Linked DNA regions of Mus musculus: region 2 is linked to region 1. Evidence: chromatin contacts called from public Hi-C data. All regions are on one chromosome and are shown on one strand. The core of a region is the stretch at or near the end of the contact, and the rest is flanking DNA. Distances in the headings are between cores, read along the strand shown.

Region 1 (5,461 bases), core at 1,248-3,747:
GACAACTTTCAGAAATCAGCTCCCCACTTTTGCTCTGGGTTCTGGGGACCAAGCTCCTGTCAACAGCGAGTGCTTTTAGCTGCTGAGCCATCTTGCTTGGACCCCTAGACTGCCTTTTTTTCGGATGTCTGTCTCATAATGTCAACCCGGCATTTCCTACAGAGATGTCACGTGACCCCACAGCTTTATTTCAACCGCTGATCAGACACACTTGCTAGCCTCACAAGGACATCACCTAAGCCTTTTAAATGCAAAGCGTTCATTTTATTGCAAGGGTAAATGTTTTAGGTGTATCGTGATCTTCATTTCTTTAGTGTATGTGTGGTCATGTGAGCACGTGTGTGAAGGGCAGAGGGTAGCTTGCAGGAAATTGTCCCTCCTACTCCTCATGTTTCTTTAAGGTTAGCAGCAAGCACCTTTACCATCTTGCTGGCCTGGAAAGATAAATGTTTTAACCTTTGCAGCGAAGTACAGGTTAGAATGCATTTTGTGTGCTACTTTCTAAACCATTCCATGAGAGCAGTTCATTTGAAGAATTAAAAAAAAAATTAAGTTATTTTTAGGGTTGGATTGTTGTAGGGTACCAAAAGAAAAATATCCCCCAACCTAATTTATAATTGTGGGGTTTTTTTTCCTGTTTTGTTTGTTTGTCTGTTTGTTTTGTTGTTGCTTTTTTGTTCTCTATTTTTGGTTCTGAAATTCAGCAATAAATAAATAAAGAATAAAAATAAACACTGCAAGAACACTGGGAACTGAGGAAAGCTTTGACTTTCATGTTTCTTTTCAAATGGTTAATATTTCTATCCAGTCAGGGGCAGCCTCAGCCTTCAGCAGGTTTAGAGTCTGGATTATTTTTCTGGTTGGCCTGGCCAAATGCCTCACAGGAAGTGCCTGAAAGGGTTCCTTTTGGCCAACAGTTTGAGGCCACAGTCCTTCCCAGTGGAGACAGCATGGGATCAGTAGCTGGATACCTCATACTCCCAGTCAGGAAGCAGAAAGAACCAAACGCTGGTACACAGCTCTGGTTTGGAACCACCTACCTATTCAGGGTGCGTCATCCCTTGTTCACCCAGCCTTAGATCTTCATGCCAGAAATGCCCAGAAGTGGGTTTCCTAGGGGATTCAGGTGGAAGGTCGGTGTTCATAATATCACGTCAGAGCTGCCTTTCAGCTTCCCAAGCATGTCTTCACAGGCAGACATGATCTGCAGGTCGACACTGTCAGCTAATCATCTGAAACCCTGGGAAGATCAACAGGTTTCTACGTCATGGCCCCAGTCACAGGCAGCATTTGCTAGTCTGTAGAGAGTCGGTAGAGGACATGTATGCGTTCTGGTAATGGACATTCGTGGATGTTTAGGACTTCTGTATGAAATGGGCAGAGCAACCCTGTTGATACAGTTTTGTAGACAAAGACTCTGATACTCACGCCTGATGACTTGTGTAAAAGCACAGAAATGACCCCTCTCAGCGGTCAGTGACCAGCTTTAACCCAGCACACTCGCCACCTGTAACTGCACTGTAAACACACACACACACACACACACACACACACATACACACACACACACACACACACATCTCCATCACTGTGAAACACACAGTACTCTACCAACCCAGGCACTGTACCCTACTGACACGGTTTCCTTGTGAGGAAAGAAGGTCTTCATTACTCTCCTCTTGGCCTGTCTCCAGTGACTGAGAGACAGTGGCTAGTAGTAATACCTCTCTGTACATGTTAATTAAAGTAGTCTCGGAGCATAGGCTCCAGGCCCGTTTTGCTGATGCGTCCTCTGTGGAATCAAGATGAAGAAAGATAGACAGCATAGACCTTAACCTCTGACTGATAATGAGAGTGGATGAGCCAAGCTACTTGCTTCTGCGAGCTTGAGCAACCGAGTCTGGGGGGCTCCTTCGTCTGGTCATACATATGGTACATCCTTGGTGGAACTCGAGGCTAGCGAAGTTAGCTGGGCTTCCGAGAAGAGTCTTTGTGGGAATTCACCATTGCTTTCAGGGACTTGGTTTACTGCTGTGATCTGCTCTAGGAATGGTGGGAGATAAGTCTACAGAAATTAATTACAGGGAATTCAAGGCATGGCTCCAATAGAAGTCTGGCTTTTCTGGAGCAAAGGTCACTTCCTGCTTTGCATTCTGAGTACTGATCTTGGTTCTTTATCTTGGAAGAGCTTGGTCCTCTGGGTTCAGTGATGAGATGCACCTACAGTGAGCTCTAGAGCCTTTCTTGTTTGGGGCAATGCCAGCCCTAGGGAACTAACTGGAGATACTTTAGATGGGTTTTTAAAGCACTGTAGCACTTCCTCCCAGATCTCTGCTTCTAGAAATATCGAGGGCTTTCTCTTCTATCCCCCTCCCCTCCACATCCTTTTCTGTAAATTTAGGTAACCTTGAAAAAAGCATCCCATGTACTTAGATTCTATTTCCGCTGCCAGGACGGAGACATTTCTTACTGTTAGAGCTGCGCTTAGGTTGGTTGCTAGGCAACGGGGAGAGGAGTTCACAGGCTTTGCAGGAGCCAGCAACCACCACTCAGGCAATGTTTTCCTTCTGATTATTATTTTTATTACTATTTTTCCCAGCTCCCCCTCCCCCACTTTGTTGTGTTTGTTTTCTGCCTTTGAGTTCTCTCTCTTTTTCAATTTGTTGAAATGCCTCTTGCCTAGACGCTTTACTTGTTAAAGGGGTTCAGGTTTTGATCTTTGCTACATGAAATGTGAGCCCGAACATCCATAGCGGTGTTTGATGAATGAGACCCGGGAGCAGGTGAGCTGGTGCTGACGAGATGTTGCTCTTCCTACTGGCTCATTACAGAAGAACACCTAGAATTCAAATCCTTCCCGCCATTCCCTCTGCATTTGCTGCCATAAATCAGGGACCCTGACCATACAGTGCCTTCCTGTCCCCTGCATTTGCCTGTCTTCTCTGAGGAAATGATTGGAGACTTTATAGTTAGAGCCTTCTGATTAAATTCTGTGGAGTTGTGTGTGTGTGCCTCCACATTGGCTTGTAGAGCCTTTTCTCTTCCAAATGGTAACCAAGCAGGCCTCAGCCAATGTTTCTTAAAGTCCTATAGCCAAGGCTCTATTTCATGACACCCACACCTTTTTTCAATTTATTTATTGTTAGTAAGAAATTGATTTGTGTGTGTTGTATGTGATGTTTGTGTGCATGGTATATGTGTCTGTGTGGTATATGTATTATATGTGTATGTGGTACCTGGGTGTATGTGTCTATGTGTCTATGTGTGCTGAGTATAGAGACTATGCATGCATATGTGTGCAGGTACATAATCTGGAGGATGCCGCTCCAGAGACCCAAGGAGGATGTCAGATGTACCTCTGTCACTCACTACCTTAGTCCTTGGAGGCAGATGGCTCACTGAAACTGGAGTGAGCCTAGCAGCCAGCAAGCCCTACTGATCCGTCTGTCTCTGCTCCACCGCCCAGGATTTAGCCATCTTTTGAAGTGGGCGCTGTGGTCAAACTCATGCTCACATAGCAAGTACTACTCCCACTGGGTCATCCCTCCACCTTTCTTTCTTGATTCTTATTGAGTGAGGCTCAGGCCGTGCCCAGCTGTTGACCTTCTTAGTGATGGAGAGGAGGAGACAAGACAGTCAAACAATATGGGACTCATTCCACTGTCCCAAATGAGGAAGCATAGACTATGGGAACTCATCTCAGTGAGTGTCTTAGTTAGGGTTTTACTGCTATGAACAGACACCATGACCAAGGCAACTCTTATAAGGACAACAATTCATTGGGGGTGGCTTACTGGTTCAGAGGTTCAGTTATTATCATCGTGAGGGGACACATGGCATCGTCCAGGCAGGCATGGTGCAGGCAGAACTGAGAGTTCTATATTTTCATCTGAAGGCTTCTAGTGGAAGACTAACTTCCAGGAAGCTAGGACAAGGGTGTTAAGGCTCACATCCACAGTGGCACTCCAACAAGGCCACACCTCCAGATAGTGGCACTCACTGGGCTAAGCATATATAAATTATTACAGTGAACTCGATGCCCACAGCTCATAGACTGAAGCCAATGGCTATTGATGACTAGAGAGCCAACACAATTTCATCAGGAAAAACTCACCCGACACACTGAACCCAGTTTTGTTTTTTGTTTTGTTTTGTTTTGTTTTGTTTGCGTGACTTACCTATGTCTGGGTTCCAGGAGTACTATCACTGTTAGAGACAGGTTTCAGCAACATGCTTGGCAGAACTTCTTCAGATAGTCAACTTGCCCATTTCGCCCCTACTCTGCAGCCCTGGAAGTAATCCTTCATGTCTTTTTCCTGAAAATCACTACAAAAATTGAAGAAATGAAGCAGAATATCAAAGCAGGATTGTTTTTAAAACCTAGGAATATAATTTTTTTTATGTGAACTCTAACAGTTGCTTCTTCTCATCCTACTTTGGACTCTGATGAGAAAATGTTTTTTGCTTCATCACCTCTTCAAGTCTGACCCAATATCTATTATTTCTCACTGTGACCATATCATGGATTCTGTTAATATTACTAATGCCTTCTATGGCACCTATGTTTATGAAGAAAGGCAAGGTTTACATTCTGTGGAACTCTGCTGAAATCAGAATTACATCCACCGACCCTTGAGGAATCCCTGTATCTCAGCCTGAGAACTTTTGATTATTCCATTGACACAGAGACGAAAACTAAAATGTCCACATTACCATGTGGTTTAAGATAGTCCCAGGTTAGAGTCCTTCCATGACACTCCGGTTGATAGGTAACAGCTCAAGTTCTCTTAAGCACGCATATTAACAGAGACAAAAGGGTTTTGAGTGTGTATATATTCTCGTGGACTAATTGTCAGAAGAGTAGAGTGGTAAATTTTCTGGGCCCTTTGCCAGGTTTCCATTGCACTGTCCAGGGACACAGAGATACAAGGCTGTAGTTTAAGTAGAGAAATTGCATCTAAACAGCCAGGGAGAGGCTCAAGGGAGAGGCCCCTTCTCATTAGTAAATACTGCCAGGGACATTCAGAATCCTTGGGTCTATTGTGGGCTGATTTCATGAGTGGCTGCGACATATGTGTTAGTACATATGTGGCATTGTGTCACACAACATGTGATACTGTTGCTATTGCTATTCCGATGTAAAACTTTACAATAAGGCTTTAGAATTACCATTGATCATGTTCAAGGGTGATTTTAAACATGAGCAAGCTCGTGCATGCCATGAACACTCTTAAAACATAAATAATAGCATAGGCTGTGCACTGTGTTTCACTCTGAGCATCAGAATGAATCAATGGTACTTACTGAGGATCGTGAGAGTTGTGTCTGTGTGTGTGCATACATGTGTGCATACATGTATGTACACATGTGCAGGCCAGTTTGTTTGCATGTCAAGGTCAGAGGATGGTGCTGTTGCTTCTCTCTCTTTCTCTGTTTTGTTATTTTTTAATATGAGGGTGTG
Region 2 (5,461 bases), core at 907-3,406, 150 kb after region 1:
GGGCAGTGAATGCGGCACAGGCAAAATGGCTCAGCCGGTAAGAGCACTACTCTTCCGAAGGTTCTGAGTTCAAATCCCAGCAACCACGTGATGGCTCACAACCACCTGTAATGAGATCTGACTCCCTCTTCTGGTGTGTCTGAAAACAATTACAATGTACTTATGTATAATAATAAATAAATCTCTGGGCCTGAGCGACCAGAGTGAGCAGAGATCTTAAAAATTCAATTCCCAACAACCACATGAAGGCTCACAGCCATCTGTTCAGCTACAGTGTACTCATATACATAAAATATATAAATCTTTAAAAAGAGAAAAAGAAAAAGGTGGGCAGTAACTAAGGTTGACCTCTGGCCTCCACATACATATGCATCCCATATCACATATATATGCATCATCACATGCACAAACACACATGCATATATATGCACACATGCATGTACATACATGTACACACACTCATGCACATATATGCTCATATACATACACATGGCATGTACACATAGCACACATACATGCACACATTCACATATATATATATATATATATATATATATATATATATATATATATATATACATGCACACATGTACATACATGCACACATGTACACATGCATGCATAGATATATACATGCATACACTCAAGTACATAAACGCACATACATACACACACATATACATGCATGCACACACATGCACTCACACATACATGCACGCACACACATATACACATGCACATACACACATGCAAACACACACACACACACACTTGTAGGATAGGGGCTCTCCTCTAAAACTACAGACTCTACCTCAGCCTTCCCTTCAGCTTGTTTTACCAAATGCTTTCCAACCCCTTCATTCTGTTCATAGGAACAAGGCTGGCAAGAGCCTACTTTTATATCAAGATCAGCAGTGAGTGTCCCTTTCTGGCATTCGTGGGGGAATGCATGGGTACATTTCGCCTTGGGAATACCTCAGCTTACAATGACCTTGGAAACCCTGCTTAGTCCTTTGCACAGGGGCTGTCAAAAGTTGGTGTGTGTGTGTGTGTGTGTGTGTGTGTGTGTGTATGTGTGTGTGTGTGTGTTTGTGAAAGCGCGCGTATGCGCTCTTGCCGGAACAGTTCGAGCTTTCTCTCTTTGGCTAACCAGGGACAGATAAAAGACCTTTGCTCTCTGTTAGAAGCCTGTCTCCTTGGGGAGTATGCTTCTATCCAAAGTGGTCATAGAAGAAAACTTCTATTTTTGCCTTTTTTGCAGACTAGGCTCTCCCTTCATCCTCATGCCCCCGTGTCACCGGCTGGTGTTTTTAGAAGGCTTTAAAGCGAAAAGCCTGCTTTTCCTGTACTGTTCCCGTATCTATTTGGGGGAAGTCCTTTCGTCTTTGAACATCCAAGGCTCCCTTTCCTCATCAAGTAGACATGGCTGTGAAGGGTTGCCTGTGTGGAGTTTGGCAGAGCTTTGGGCCCTGGGAGAATGCCCAGTCTCTCATGCCTGTGGTATTTCCTGCCATTTGGTGGGGTTGTTTCCGATTACCTTGACTAATGGGCAAAGGTTTGTATTTTAGGCAGATAACTTCCTGCTTCCGAAACATTTCTCATACGCAAACCCCAGAGCTATCCAAGGATCAAGTACAGTTGCCCAATGCCTAAGTAAAGGCGTCTAAGTGGCACTTGGCTGCCAGGTACTTGCTGGCTTCCATTCCACCTTTTAAAAAGATGTTCTTATTGAGGTTGCCCACAGCAACAGCAGGAGGGTCTGATCTCTTTCCTCTAGGTAATACCCCCTCCCCACCCCACCCCGCCCCAAACAACCTTTTGGGTTGGGTCTGCCTTCAAAAACCTGTCTTGCCAATGCTGCTTGAGAGACTTAGTCAGCTGCAAGGTCTGCAATGCAGAGCAAGCAAAGAGAGGGGAGGGAGGGAGGAAGGGAGGGAGGGAGGGAGGGAGGGAGAGTGAGTGGGTGGGGAGGGGGAGTGTCAACAATTGCATTTTGATAAAGCTGTCACTGAGTGTCCTTTTCAACTGACAATTGTTGCCAGAAAGTCTCGGAATCCGTCTTCAATCTGGGACTCCTAGGACTCCGCAGTAATCCCAGGAATAGACAGACAGGCTCGTGGCTTTTGTGAAAAATACCAGGTGCTCCCAGATGGGTGCTAACCTAGTCCCAGTGAGGCTGTTCTGGCCCTGGTGAGGAATGTGGCCACGGGGCATGATGGAGCCTGCTCTGAGAGATGATTTTTTTTTAACCCATTGGATGCACATATTCCATTCTGATAGATGAGATAGTTTTCTGCTTGAAAAGAGATGTTTCCTATTCTGTTCTTTAAGAAAGAAGGTGTGTGTGTGTGTGTGTGTGTGTGTGTTGGGGGTGCCTTTAAAAAACTGGCCTTTTTTTATGGCTGCAAAGTAGAAAAACTCTTTACATTTTAAAACTCCACATGAATAACCAAGTATAGGAAGGATTAGGGAATAAAGACACCAAGCCCCTGGGTTTACTGTGTTCTCAGAGTGGGTGCTCAGCAGGTCCCAGGCTGCCTGGCCGTCCCTTGCTGTTGCTCCCCTGAACAGAGGTTGTCCTTTTGAGAGAGTAAGTGGCTCCTGGAGACCAACACTGCTGATAAATACCAATGATTGCATTTCGTACTCTGAACATACAGCCCATCCTGTGTCTCTGAGTCCTCTTCCAGCCAGTGAGACACCAGAGAGCTGCTGTCTGTCTTCAGTGGCCGTGTTCTGTTCCCGATTAATGTGCTGGTGGCAGACCCAGGAGACAAGACTGACCCTCTCTTGGGTTCCTGTAGAAACTTCCCTCATGACTCAGTTGAGCTAAAAAGGCAGAATTACTATGGTCCCCTGTTGAGGGGACCTTGCATCTGGGGGTTACGCAGAAGTTCCTGCCTGAGGGGGAACTACAGAGATTTGGGGATCCCTGCTGGTGTGATGTACAAATAGGAATTTTAGTTTCAATTTGTCAGTGAGGACTTAGGAATGGTTCTATGATGGAGTGAGCTTTATTTATTTTATGCACGTAAGCACACAGTTGCTATCTTCAGCCACACCAGAAGAGGGCATCAAATCCCACTACAGATGGTTATGAGCCACCATGTGGTTGCTGGGAGTTGAACTCAGGACCTCTGGAAGGACAGTCAATGTTCTTAACCACTGAACCATCTCTCCAGCCCCTCCCCTGGAGAGATCCCTGCTGTCAACTGAAGTACTTACTAGAACCTTATAGGTCCCAAGCACTGTGTTCTGACTTTTCTTAAATGTAAGCGTTTCAGATGCATCTTTTTCTTATGACTCAAAGTATTAATAAGCTGGATCTTCCGACCTGCCGCAGAATCAAAGCTTGTCACAGGATAAAGCCAGCTCTGGAACATGGCCAGGTGTCTTCCTTTTACAGTTACATGGTTATGATGATGGCAGACACTCATTTTTAAAACAGATAAAATACAAAACCGTGTATGCTTATGTACATGTTTGTACACACCTCCAAAGCTTCAGAAATCTAATTTATGGCCATAAAAATGAGCAATGTGGGATTTCTGCAGAGCAGCTATTTGATTGACGGAAACAACACGAAATTAGGACTTTCAAGGGCTCCGTGGATGCCCACGACCTTTAGTTGTTTACTTTTCAAAATTATGTTACACTAAGCCTCATAAAGAAAATCCAAGACTACTTTTCATAGCATGCTCGAAGAATCAAAGGAACAACCGCTCCCCCTAGTGGCCAATGGTAAATTAGCAACAAAAAGAAATTGCATTAAAATTCCAAACACAGAGGAAAACCGTTCACTCCAGAGGAAGCGCAATCTAAGGGTAGGCACTGGGATACCGACTTTGTGCCTCTGTGTATTTCCAAGCAGTTCTTGGCCAAGCTGCTTCTCCTTTTTCTGTTGGAAGTGTGACGCACAAGTTTGTGGTTGGTTTAAAGGCATTTGGATTTTTTGCATGTAGCAAGGGTGCATATTTTTGTTATGATTCTTTGACACAGAGTCTTGGAACAAAACAAACAGATGTGAATACTCTCCTTAATTTATGATAAAAAGCCTAGGTCCAACAGAGAAAGTGCCATTGTGTTCTCCAGTTATCGCTGTGGTGTACCTGAGACACTCAATCAGTAGGAGGAGGTGACGTCAGCTTCACAGCTCTCCAGAGTCCAGCCTGCAGTCACTGTTCTGGCATTTGAAGCCTGGATGGGGTGGCACCTCGTATTGGGGTTTATTGCAAAGCAGATCCACTCCCCTCATCCCAAGAGTCAAAAGAGAGTAATTGCCACAATCCATTGCCAGGACACATTCCTGAGTACCTGAGATACCCCCCCCCCCTTGTGCTCTGTGTCCTAAAGGTCTGAAGTAGCCCCAGCTACTGTTACCCCAGGGTCCAAGCCTACTCATACGGACTGTGCACATCCAAACTAGGGAAGCTTGTAAAGGCTTTGTTTTGAACTGTGTGCACGCATGTGTGTGTTTTCATTCATCTTGTGCTGATGTGTGTGCTTGCATGGGCATGCTAGAAACCAACCTTTAGTGCTGTATTCTATGGGAATCTTCCATCTTGATTTCTGGGGTGTGGTTTCATACTGACCTAGGGCTCACAGATGACTGCCTCTACTGACAGGCAAACTCTGCTCCAGGGATTTACCCTCTCTGCTTCTCTGGGGCTGGCTAGGTGCTTAAATCATGTGGTAGCCCCCTTTACCTGGGTTCTGGGGACCCAAGCTTTTATAAGAAGCACTTCACTGATAGAGCCATCTTCCCAGCCCCTCCTGCGGTTGTTTTAGGTTCCTTTTTCTTTTCTTTTCTTTTCTTTTCTTTTCTTTTCTTTTCTTTTCTCTTCTCTTCTCTTCTCTTCTCTTCTCTTCTCTTCTCTTCTCTTCTTTTCTTTTCTTTTAAAGTACATACAATGTCAATGGCAACTATCTGGGACATTTTTCTATTAAAATGTGTTTATTGCTTAAAATGGCAAACTCAGCTCTAGAAAGTCATTGCAAGTTGAAACTTTCTAATTAATACGGTTTTAGACACATCTCTGAAGATTTTTTTCCGAATGAGAATAAACCAGTGGCCACAAAGGACAGGAAAAGAGAGTAAATCTCACATGATAGAGAAAGCAAAAGTGGGCATATCGTCATACATGCTTAGAGTTTTGAAGCTTACCAAATACAGTTCAGAGCTAGCAAGTCATTGGCCATGCACTTTTGCAAACACTAGGGGGCAGTGTTACAGACAGCAGGGAGACTGGACTGGACAGGAATTTAGATTTCTTGCTGCACTTACAAATGGGTACTGACACTTATGGGCTGTTTATATACGTCAGTTCCCACTATTTTCAGCATTCTGTTAAGAACTGAACATCCTTTAATAGGAGTTCTGTCCAGGGAATTGCTGGGGGGGGGGGGGGAGGAAGAAGGGGAGGAGGCAGAGAGGCATGGGAAGAGAGAGGAGAGAGAGAAA

The links. Hi-C and Micro-C count contacts between places; a contact is called where the count stands out from the background.
Region 2: a contact with region 1 is called in a Hi-C map of the N1E-115 cell line, with 6 times the contacts expected there. The contact joins two enhancer-like sites. A contact is called at or near these places in 1 of 39 promoter capture datasets (hippocampal neurons), 2 of 484 Hi-C or Micro-C datasets (the N1E-115 cell line and nephron progenitors) and 1 of 115 datasets of contacts at active chromatin or transcription factors (the NIH/3T3 cell line).

Annotation. Positions count from the first base shown.
Region 1 is chr10:69,497,889-69,503,349 of GRCm38.p6, forward strand. No RefSeq gene overlaps it. Among named protein-coding and RNA genes, the nearest start is that of Ank3, 33 kb to the right of the region's middle. Within about 2 kb of position 2,498, at least 49 of the 459 cell types and tissues checked have an H3K27ac peak or open chromatin away from gene starts, as enhancers often do. A contact at or near this core is called in the N1E-115 cell line, where this site is marked.
Region 2 is chr10:69,651,300-69,656,760 of GRCm38.p6, forward strand. The region is part of intron 1 of Ank3 (ankyrin 3, epithelial); the gene reads left to right. Among named protein-coding and RNA genes, the nearest start is that of Gm33464, 91 kb to the left of the region's middle. Within about 2 kb of position 2,157, at least 49 of the 459 cell types and tissues checked have an H3K27ac peak or open chromatin away from gene starts, as enhancers often do. A contact at or near this core is called in the N1E-115 cell line, where this site is marked.